Regions from separate parts of the Columba livia genome. Here region 2 is linked to region 1. The links are chromatin contacts, called in public Hi-C maps. All regions are on one chromosome and are shown on one strand. Each heading gives the region's core, a stretch centred on a gene start, on an enhancer-like site or on the middle of the called end of the contact. The rest is flanking DNA. Distances are from core to core; before and after follow the strand shown.

What was found. A called contact is a pair of places that touch in the nucleus more often than the background predicts.
Region 2: a contact with region 1 is called in a Hi-C map of liver, with 5 times the contacts expected there. The contact joins the promoter of TNS1 here to the enhancer-like site in region 1. A contact is called at or near these places in 2 of 2 Hi-C or Micro-C datasets (crop and liver).

The regions. Positions count from the first base shown.
Region 1 is chr7:16,476,372-16,480,138 of bColLiv1.pat.W.v2, reverse strand. It overlaps TNS1 (tensin 1), which reads left to right. Exons shown (of 34, transcript XM_065070679.1): 34 at 1-1,588. Among named protein-coding and RNA genes, the nearest start is that of TNS1, 66 kb to the left of the region's middle. Within about 2 kb of position 2,103, at least 2 of the 3 cell types and tissues checked have an H3K27ac peak away from gene starts, as active enhancers do.
Region 2 is chr7:16,543,211-16,547,170 of bColLiv1.pat.W.v2, reverse strand. TNS1 (tensin 1) reads left to right here and starts at 2,524. Exons shown (of 34, transcript XM_065070679.1): 1 at 2,524-2,636. The coding sequence starts at 2,604.

The DNA of each region.
Region 1 (3,767 bases), core at 854-3,353:
CTTCCAATGATGTAGCCAGGTGTTTGTCAGCTCCCTTTAATGGCACTTTTTTTCTTTTTGTCTTCTTTTTAAAGTTACATTTTTAGATGTAACTACCCTTTCTGTCCCCAGGAGAGACCGTCAGCTGGCATTGAGGATCACCCAGCTCCTGGGGCTGGCGGGGACCCAGTGTTGATATTTTTTCCTTATGAAAGGGACAGAAAATACTCTTTATTTTTATTCTTTGGTTTTTAAATGCAGTCATGGTATTTGAGATTTGAGCTTGCACGAGTTAAGCCCAGCATATGTTTCGTTGTAATCACACTGCCGTTGTCAGCAGCTGGATGGTATCTCTCTCTCACACAAACACACACACAAACACATCCCTTCTTCCTGCACAAAGAACTGCATATATTCTTGCCAAAGATATCCTTAAAAACGCACTTTTCCCCACATATATAGATATATATATATATAATTTTTTTTGCGTGTGTAAATTTATTGTACGTGCCCTTTTTGTGTTGAATTGTTCTTCAGAGGAGCCCCTTCACATCCATCCTCCCTTTGCTGTCAGTGTTGCTGTTTGTTGGGAAACGCTCCTTGAGGGGGTCGCTTGCTGCCTGTCCCAAATGGTAGCACCTGCAAGATGGAAAATGTGGGGATCCCGTTCAATGGGGCTGCCTCTGGCTTTGCCCCCCAAGAGGTGTTTTGGGGGATGATCCGCATCATCATCATCTGATGGGATGCACCCATCTCACGGTCTTGGCCAGGCCCCCCATTGCCAGTGGAGATGGGAGTTCAAGGGTTTAAGCAAATAAACGGAGCGAAGTTTGGGGTTGCTCAGGATGCAACATTTGCTGTCTGTCTCCTGGTCAAACCACACATGGAAAACAAACCAGGTAGGGAGAAAAACCCAACCCAGCCTCCAGGCATTGCTTTTCCAGTGAGTTCAACCGCCTGAACCAAAGTGCAAAGAAAATCCCCACCCAGCAGGTTGGGTGGGTGAAGAAACCAGTTGCCCCAAAAACCCCAGACAGGAGCATCAACAAAAGGCAACCCTTCCCAAGGAGCAGGCAGGAGGATCAGACAGCAAAGGAGCCCGCAGGGGCTTGTTTCATTTCATTCGTTTGTTTTGCAAATTGTGAGGTTGGTTTGGGGTTACTCTTTTTTTTTTTTTTTTTTCTTTTCCTTAAAAAGGAAAGGAAAAACAAGAAATAAAGGAAGCAACCTGATGTTTCTGTTGGCGGATCATGTGCCGCCGTGTTATGCGTGGTTTTTTTGTTGTTGTTGTCTTTGTTACTTTGGGAATGTTACAGATTTATTTGCTAATCAGTGTTAATGAACAGTTTCAAACTTTTAGACTTGCCCATTTCTGTGTATTTATATAGATGGAAAAAGAATACGTTATATTTTGTATCTTTGTGCCCATAATGTCGCGCGTGTAAGGATGACTTTGGTTGTACCCATGTCCCTGTGTGAATGTGACTCCGCTGTTGTCTTCCTGTTGTACAGACGTTGGATTCTTTGCTGTTCATTGTATGGCTTTATAAAGTGGTAAAAACAACAAAAAAAATCAGTTATATAAAATATACTGTTGCTTGGAATGCCAGCTTGGTGTCTGGATGGTTGGAAATGTGTCTTGAAATTTAAGGGAGCGCAGGAATAAATGCTCTGTTCTTTTTGCACAGGGGGAAAAAAGAAAAGAAAAAAACCGTAAGCCCCGGCGGGTGCTGTGTTTTCTCTGGGCTGTTGTTCCCCCTGTTCTCGGCAGCAGATTGGGGCCCCAGGACAGCCGGTGGGCGTGGGAAGCAGGGGTTGTGCTGCTGCTTGTCATCCTCCAGCCGCAGCTTGTGTTCACCAGATGCTCACTAACCAGACAGCCCCAAAACTTCCTACGTGGCTCCAGCTCGGGCTTTTGTTAACCAGGAGGGATCTCTCTGGCTTGCCCTGCAGACACTAGGTGCTCTTCAGATTCTGTTACATTCTCCCAGGTTGCCTTTAGATGCCATCTGTCCAGCCCTGGGCATCCTCTTTGAGTCCATTTCCTGTAGTGGAGTGGGATAGGAAGATGCTGGTATGGGGTCTTTTGCCTTTGTGAAGGTCTGCTCCCATCAGATTCCACTCCCTGCTCGTTTCGAAGCCATCCTGCCCCCCCATGTCTTGCAAAACTCCCCTCAGAGTCTCAGGCCTGGCTTTTCTAGCTCCCACAGAGCAATTCCCAGCATCCGTCAGAGCTTTCAGCCCCCGGCACTCTGGCTCCACTCCTTCCCATTCTCGCTGAGTTGGTGGCCAAGACCCAGCCCCCGGGATGGATTGAGTTTAATTATACAAGAAATATCAGCCAGAGCAGCGGCAGTTTCTCTGGCGCCAGCACTGCTGCGGCTCACAGGCTCAGAGCTTCTCCTGGGAGCCGGCAGCACTAAAAATATCTCCAGCCTTTCTCTAAAATAGCTGTGGGGCGAGGGGTGGATTGAGGGGGCTGCTTGTGCAGAGACCCCGTGCTGTGGGGCTTCTGCTGGGAGGTGAAGGCAAGAGGGATAAGAAAAGAAAGGAGAAGGGATGGTTTCTGGCCCCCCAGAAATAGCTGTGGGGCTGTGGGTGGGCACCCAAGTGACATGCCCTCTGAGCCAGGCTGCACCACAGGACCTTGGGAGGTACCTGGAGTCTGCCAGCCTTGGCCTTGGCTGTCCCCTGTCTACTCGCCGACAAGACGGGATCCATAGCCTCCTCTCCCTATCCAACACCATGGGGATGGTATTTTCTTGCCAGCTGCTCTTGGTTTCATTTCTTTCCTGATTCCTGCTTGGACTGTCCCCCAGGAGCTGGCAGCAGCCACTTGCCCATTCCCAATGCTCCTGCCCAGCTGGGATGGATGCTGCTGGGTGTCCCCAGGCAGCAAGGGGAGGTGGCGAGTGCCTGGCGAGGTGGCATGGACAGGCTATTCCTTGCAAACCACAGACTGCTGTGCATTTCCTGTCTTTCACCCCTCCTTGCCCCAGCTCTTTTTCTGCAGTTAATTCCCCATTTCCTTTCCAAAATTCCTCGGGAGCTTCTGGTTTGTGTTTTTCCTCGACATGTTCTTATCTGCCACCCGCTTCCCTTTGCTGGCTCTCACAGTGCAGGCTTTTCAAGGTCTCCCTCTTTGCGGCCTGCTGCTGTGTCCAGGCCAGGCTGGTGGCTCTGGTGTGACCATCAGGAAAGGCAGGTCCCACCAACTCCATGCCAGGAAATCTTGCCCCCATCACATTTCCCCAGGCCTATTGAGTCCCTACCTTCGGGTTCTCAAATCTGTTTTTTTTTTTAATTTCAGCCCGTGCTCTGGAGATTCAGGGCCAACCAAGGGAGTGTTTCTTGCTGCGTTGTGAAAGGTGACAAACTTTCTTGCTCCTCTCTGCCTTCTGCTCCAGGACAAAAGGGGGTCATTTGTGGGGCATGGGGCAGTTTCCTCTTCCTTCACTTTTACTCTTTCCCAGGCTTTTTACTTGTGCTGGGGCCCCCTCAGAAGTGTCCCCAAGGGACAGAAAGTGTGACACAACCTTTCCCCAAGCAAAGACCAGGAGCAAGCCAGGGTCCCCAGGGTGGGAACGGTGGAGCAAAGCTGATGTGGGCAAAAGCGACCCTGGGGCTGGTGCGACCCATGCTCATGTCTGCACACTATGCAGCAAATAGTGTCCCCATCCCCTGTCCTGCTGCAACCACTGGTGTCAAACCACCCAAGCCGTGTCCTCCCTGCCGATCTGATCCTGCCTTCACCCCACTGCCACACAAGGGAGGGACTTGTCCATGTG
Region 2 (3,960 bases), core at 1,275-3,774, 67 kb before region 1:
TGAGGGATCTCTGTGCCCATAGGTACCCTGCACTGTGGAACTCTGTGCCCATAGAGTGCTCAGTCTTCGTGGGATCCCTGTGCCCAAAAAACTGCCCGGCGTGAGGGACCCCCCATGGCCATAAGCACCTGGCATGGGGCATCCCTGTGCCCATCAGTACCTGATGTGTGTGAGATCCCTGCACTCTGAATGGGGGATCCCTGTGTCCACGCAGCACCCAGTGTGGGGACCTGTCTTGCTCGTTTGCCCATGCCGGGAAAACTGAGGCAGGGAGGAGAGAAGCTGGCGGAGGGCATAGGGCTGCTACTGTGCCACTCTCACTTGTTTCTTGAACCTTTGGGAACCTGCCCTGTGCCCAGCAGGGTGGCACAGGCCACTCTGGCTGCACCATGCCAGCAAGGTGGGTGCCAAAGCCAACATCAGCCAGCGCCTAGGGGAGTGTCACTGCAGGGTGGTGACGGGCCAATATGTGTCTGGCCAGGGAACCTGCCTGGAGGAGGGAGAGGCCTCTGGCTGCTTGGGGACCCCAATGCCTGCTGGGGACGCGGGACTGTGAGCTGCCAGGGGTGCGGGCAGGTGCTCAGGGCTGCGGGTGCATGGGTGGCACTGATGGGGTGTGGGGTGACGGTAGTGTGATCCCATGTCCATCTCTTTGTCCGTGTGTCTCTGATTTTGGTGTGAGAACATGGACTCTTGGGGGTGTGTAGCACACGTATGCTTGTGTGTGTGTGTGTTTACAGGTGTGCAGAGGGGGCTGGGATGAGTGAACTGTAGCTCACATGAGTATGGGTGCACAGCAGATCTCCAGGGAGCTGCCATGGGGTGTGTGTCCCTGCACAGGGGCATGTGTGTTTCCTCGAGCACATTTGTGTATGCTGGGTGCAGTAGCAAGTGGGCTTTACACCAGTGTGAGCTGTTACAGGGCTGTCTCCCAGCCCTTCCTCTGCCCAGACAGGCACCTACACATGCAGGTGCCCATCCACTGTGTGTGACATGGACCATATGTGTGGTGTGCATGAGTGTGAGCAGTGTGTACTCAGGGAGGTTGCTTGTGTGATGTGTGCATGTGCCCCATGCACCCAAGGGCAGTGTGGGGACAGCTCTGCTGGCAGCAGGCATGGAGGGCTTGAGGACATGGTGACCCTGGGAGGGGCCACACAGGGGACTCCTGCTGAGGCTGGCCCTGCACAGGGGGTATATACCAGCAACAGTGGTGCCCATGTGGGGGGTTCCCTGGGCTAAGTGCCCCTGTCTGTACCCCCACTGCTGAGAAAACAAGCTCTAAATGATGCTCACAGGCAGTGTCCCTGCAGCTACCATGTCCCTGTCGCATGACCCTTGTCCCTGCCCTTCAGAGGGGCCCAAGCTTGTCATAGCAGTGAATGAGAGGTAGTGACTTATGTGGGGGTGGCGACACCCCTCTCCACTGGGCCTATCATTTTTGGCCAGTAATGAGACTAATTAATGAGGGCTGTAGTAATGGGGGGAGTGCATGGATAGGACCTCACTGCCTGCTTGGCCCCCAAGTCTCACTTGCCCCTGGGCCTGGCTGGCATGGGGGGGTGAGGGGTGCTGTCCTCACCTGTCCCCCATCCCAGCTGGCACATTACCACACTGGTACCTCTACCGTGGGTCAGGAAGGCATGACAGAGTGGTGGGGTGGAAGGTGGTGGGACAGGGATATTTGGGGGAGGGGTTGTGGCACTTTGGGGGGTCAGATGCTACTCCTGTGTCTGGGAAGGGCAGACGCCCCCCATCCCACCCTGACCTTCCTCTCTGCTCTGGCAGCTGCATGCAGTGTACAGATGGGAAACTGAGGCATGGGGAGAGGGGGCATTATAGTGCCCACATCCCCGTCGCACCCACGTCCCCATGCCAGACATGCCTCATCCTGCCAGCGTGTCCTTCCCCGCGGCGCGTCCCCCACCCTGACTCACATGCCCGTGGTCACGGCCGGCTGAGCACAAGTTTCCAGGCTGGAACCAGAGTCAGCGCTGGTGGGGGTGGACAACCGCGTGCTGCCCGGCCAAGCTCCCCCAGGAAGGGCTGGGGCACCCCCCTGCCAAATCCACCCCTTTCCGGGCCACAGGCTGCCAAGCCGCTCTCCGTCCCTCCCAGGGGTTGTCCCCCCTCGCTGAGGCCCCCAGCTTGGCGCATAGATGTCTCCTGATCCCTTCCTGTCCCCCATCCCGGGACCACCCAGGGGATACAGCTGGAGATCGAGGGGGGTGGGCACCCGGCCGCAGGACCCACAGGAGGTCGGAGGAGGGATGGCGGTGAAGTGGGTGACGGGTGCCCCCCCAGTCAGCAGAGGAAATGAATCCCAAATGTGTATGCGGGGCCAGAGAAGGGCCGGAACACGACACAGCCCCAGTCCAGCCCCCCCAGTACCACAGCCCCTCTGCCGGAATGGGGAGGGTCCTGGCCGCCCCGGGGGCCACCTCGGCCGGGGTGCCGCTGTGTTTTGTGGGGGTCGGGGGAGCCTTTGCCACCCTCATTCTACCGCCGTCTGGAGGGGCGGTGTGGGGCCGGGGCGGAGCGGGCGGGCGGAGCGAAGGGGCCGGTGGGGGCTCGGCCGGCCGCGGAGCCGCTCCGCGGGCAGCATGACCGGGCTGTGCCTCTCCTGCCTGCTCTGGGTACGGCCCGCAGCGCCTGCACCGTGCGGGTACCGGGGGGCACCGGGGAGGAGCGGGACAGCAGCGCGGTGGGGCCCGGCAGTGGGGTCTCGGAGCGGAGCTGATCCCGAGAGTGGGCGGTGGATGGGGCTGGTTGCGGGGGGAGCGGGGGAGACCGGGACGGAGCGGGTAGCGTTTGCATTGAGACGGGCGGATTGGGAGCGGGGGAAACCGGAGGTGCTGGGCCGGGACCGGCTCTGGGGGAACCCGGACCGAGAGGAGACCGGCAAGGACGGCCGGACACCGGGACGGGGCTGGGAGGACCGGAACGGGAGCGGGACCGGGAGGAGCCCCGGGGACCGGGTAGAGCAAAGCGGGACCCAGCCCGGAAAAGCGGCGGCGGTGGGTACCAGGCTGAGGGGTGCACGAATGTGGGACCGGCTGGGATGGGGACAGGGACACTGGACTGTTGGGGGGGTGTCTGTGGAGGCTGTGTGGGTTTGGGGAGCGTGGGGGTTAATGCCCCACGACATCCAGTCTGCAGACCTGGCTGGGGGCCGCTGCCATTCCCCAGTTCGAGGCTCTGCCACCCCACTGGAGGGAACTGGGCAGACTGGAGGGAATCCAGTTTGCACTGAGTGTTGGGGCTCTGCCCCTACAGCCCATCACCAACTCGAGCTGGGCCCTGGGGCACAGCAGGATGCAAGGCACTGGGTGGGCCTGAGCCCACAGGGCTGGACCCAGGCATCCTAGTGCCCTCTGCCCATCCCAGCTTTGCAGCCTCAGGGGAACTGGATGTCCCAGTTCCCCCCCACTGCACCTCTCTGCAGTGCTGGGCAATGAACCCACGCGTCCCAGCTCCTGATTAATCTGGCATCTCTCCCCAGTGCCTCTTCCAGCTCAGGACACCTGGGTCCCCTTCCAGCCTCCTTGGGTCTGTGTGTTGGGGCACCCATGGCCAGGGATGCTAGTGCCCCCTGCCTGATCATGTGGGGGCCTACCCCTGAACATACCACCAGTACCCTTGGGTACCCCCAGTGGGTACCCAGGTGACATCCCCAAGGGGTACCCCAGCTCCCCTACATATCCCCTCAGTTGTTCCCAACTAGGAAGTTAGCTGGGATGCTGCCAGTATGGAGTTGAGATGGGGTTATTTTGTGGGACAGACTGATAGCCCAGCCAGCTGGGTGGCACTGGTTGAGCAGGGTGCCTCCCTGGCAGCAGGGAGGTGGGGGCGTAAAGCCAGGCTCTGGTCAGCAGCCCCTGTTATGGGGATGATGTTGGCAATGGGACAAGTGAATGGGGCTCTGTAGGGTGGGAATGCGGTGGGGGGGGCAGTGCCTTC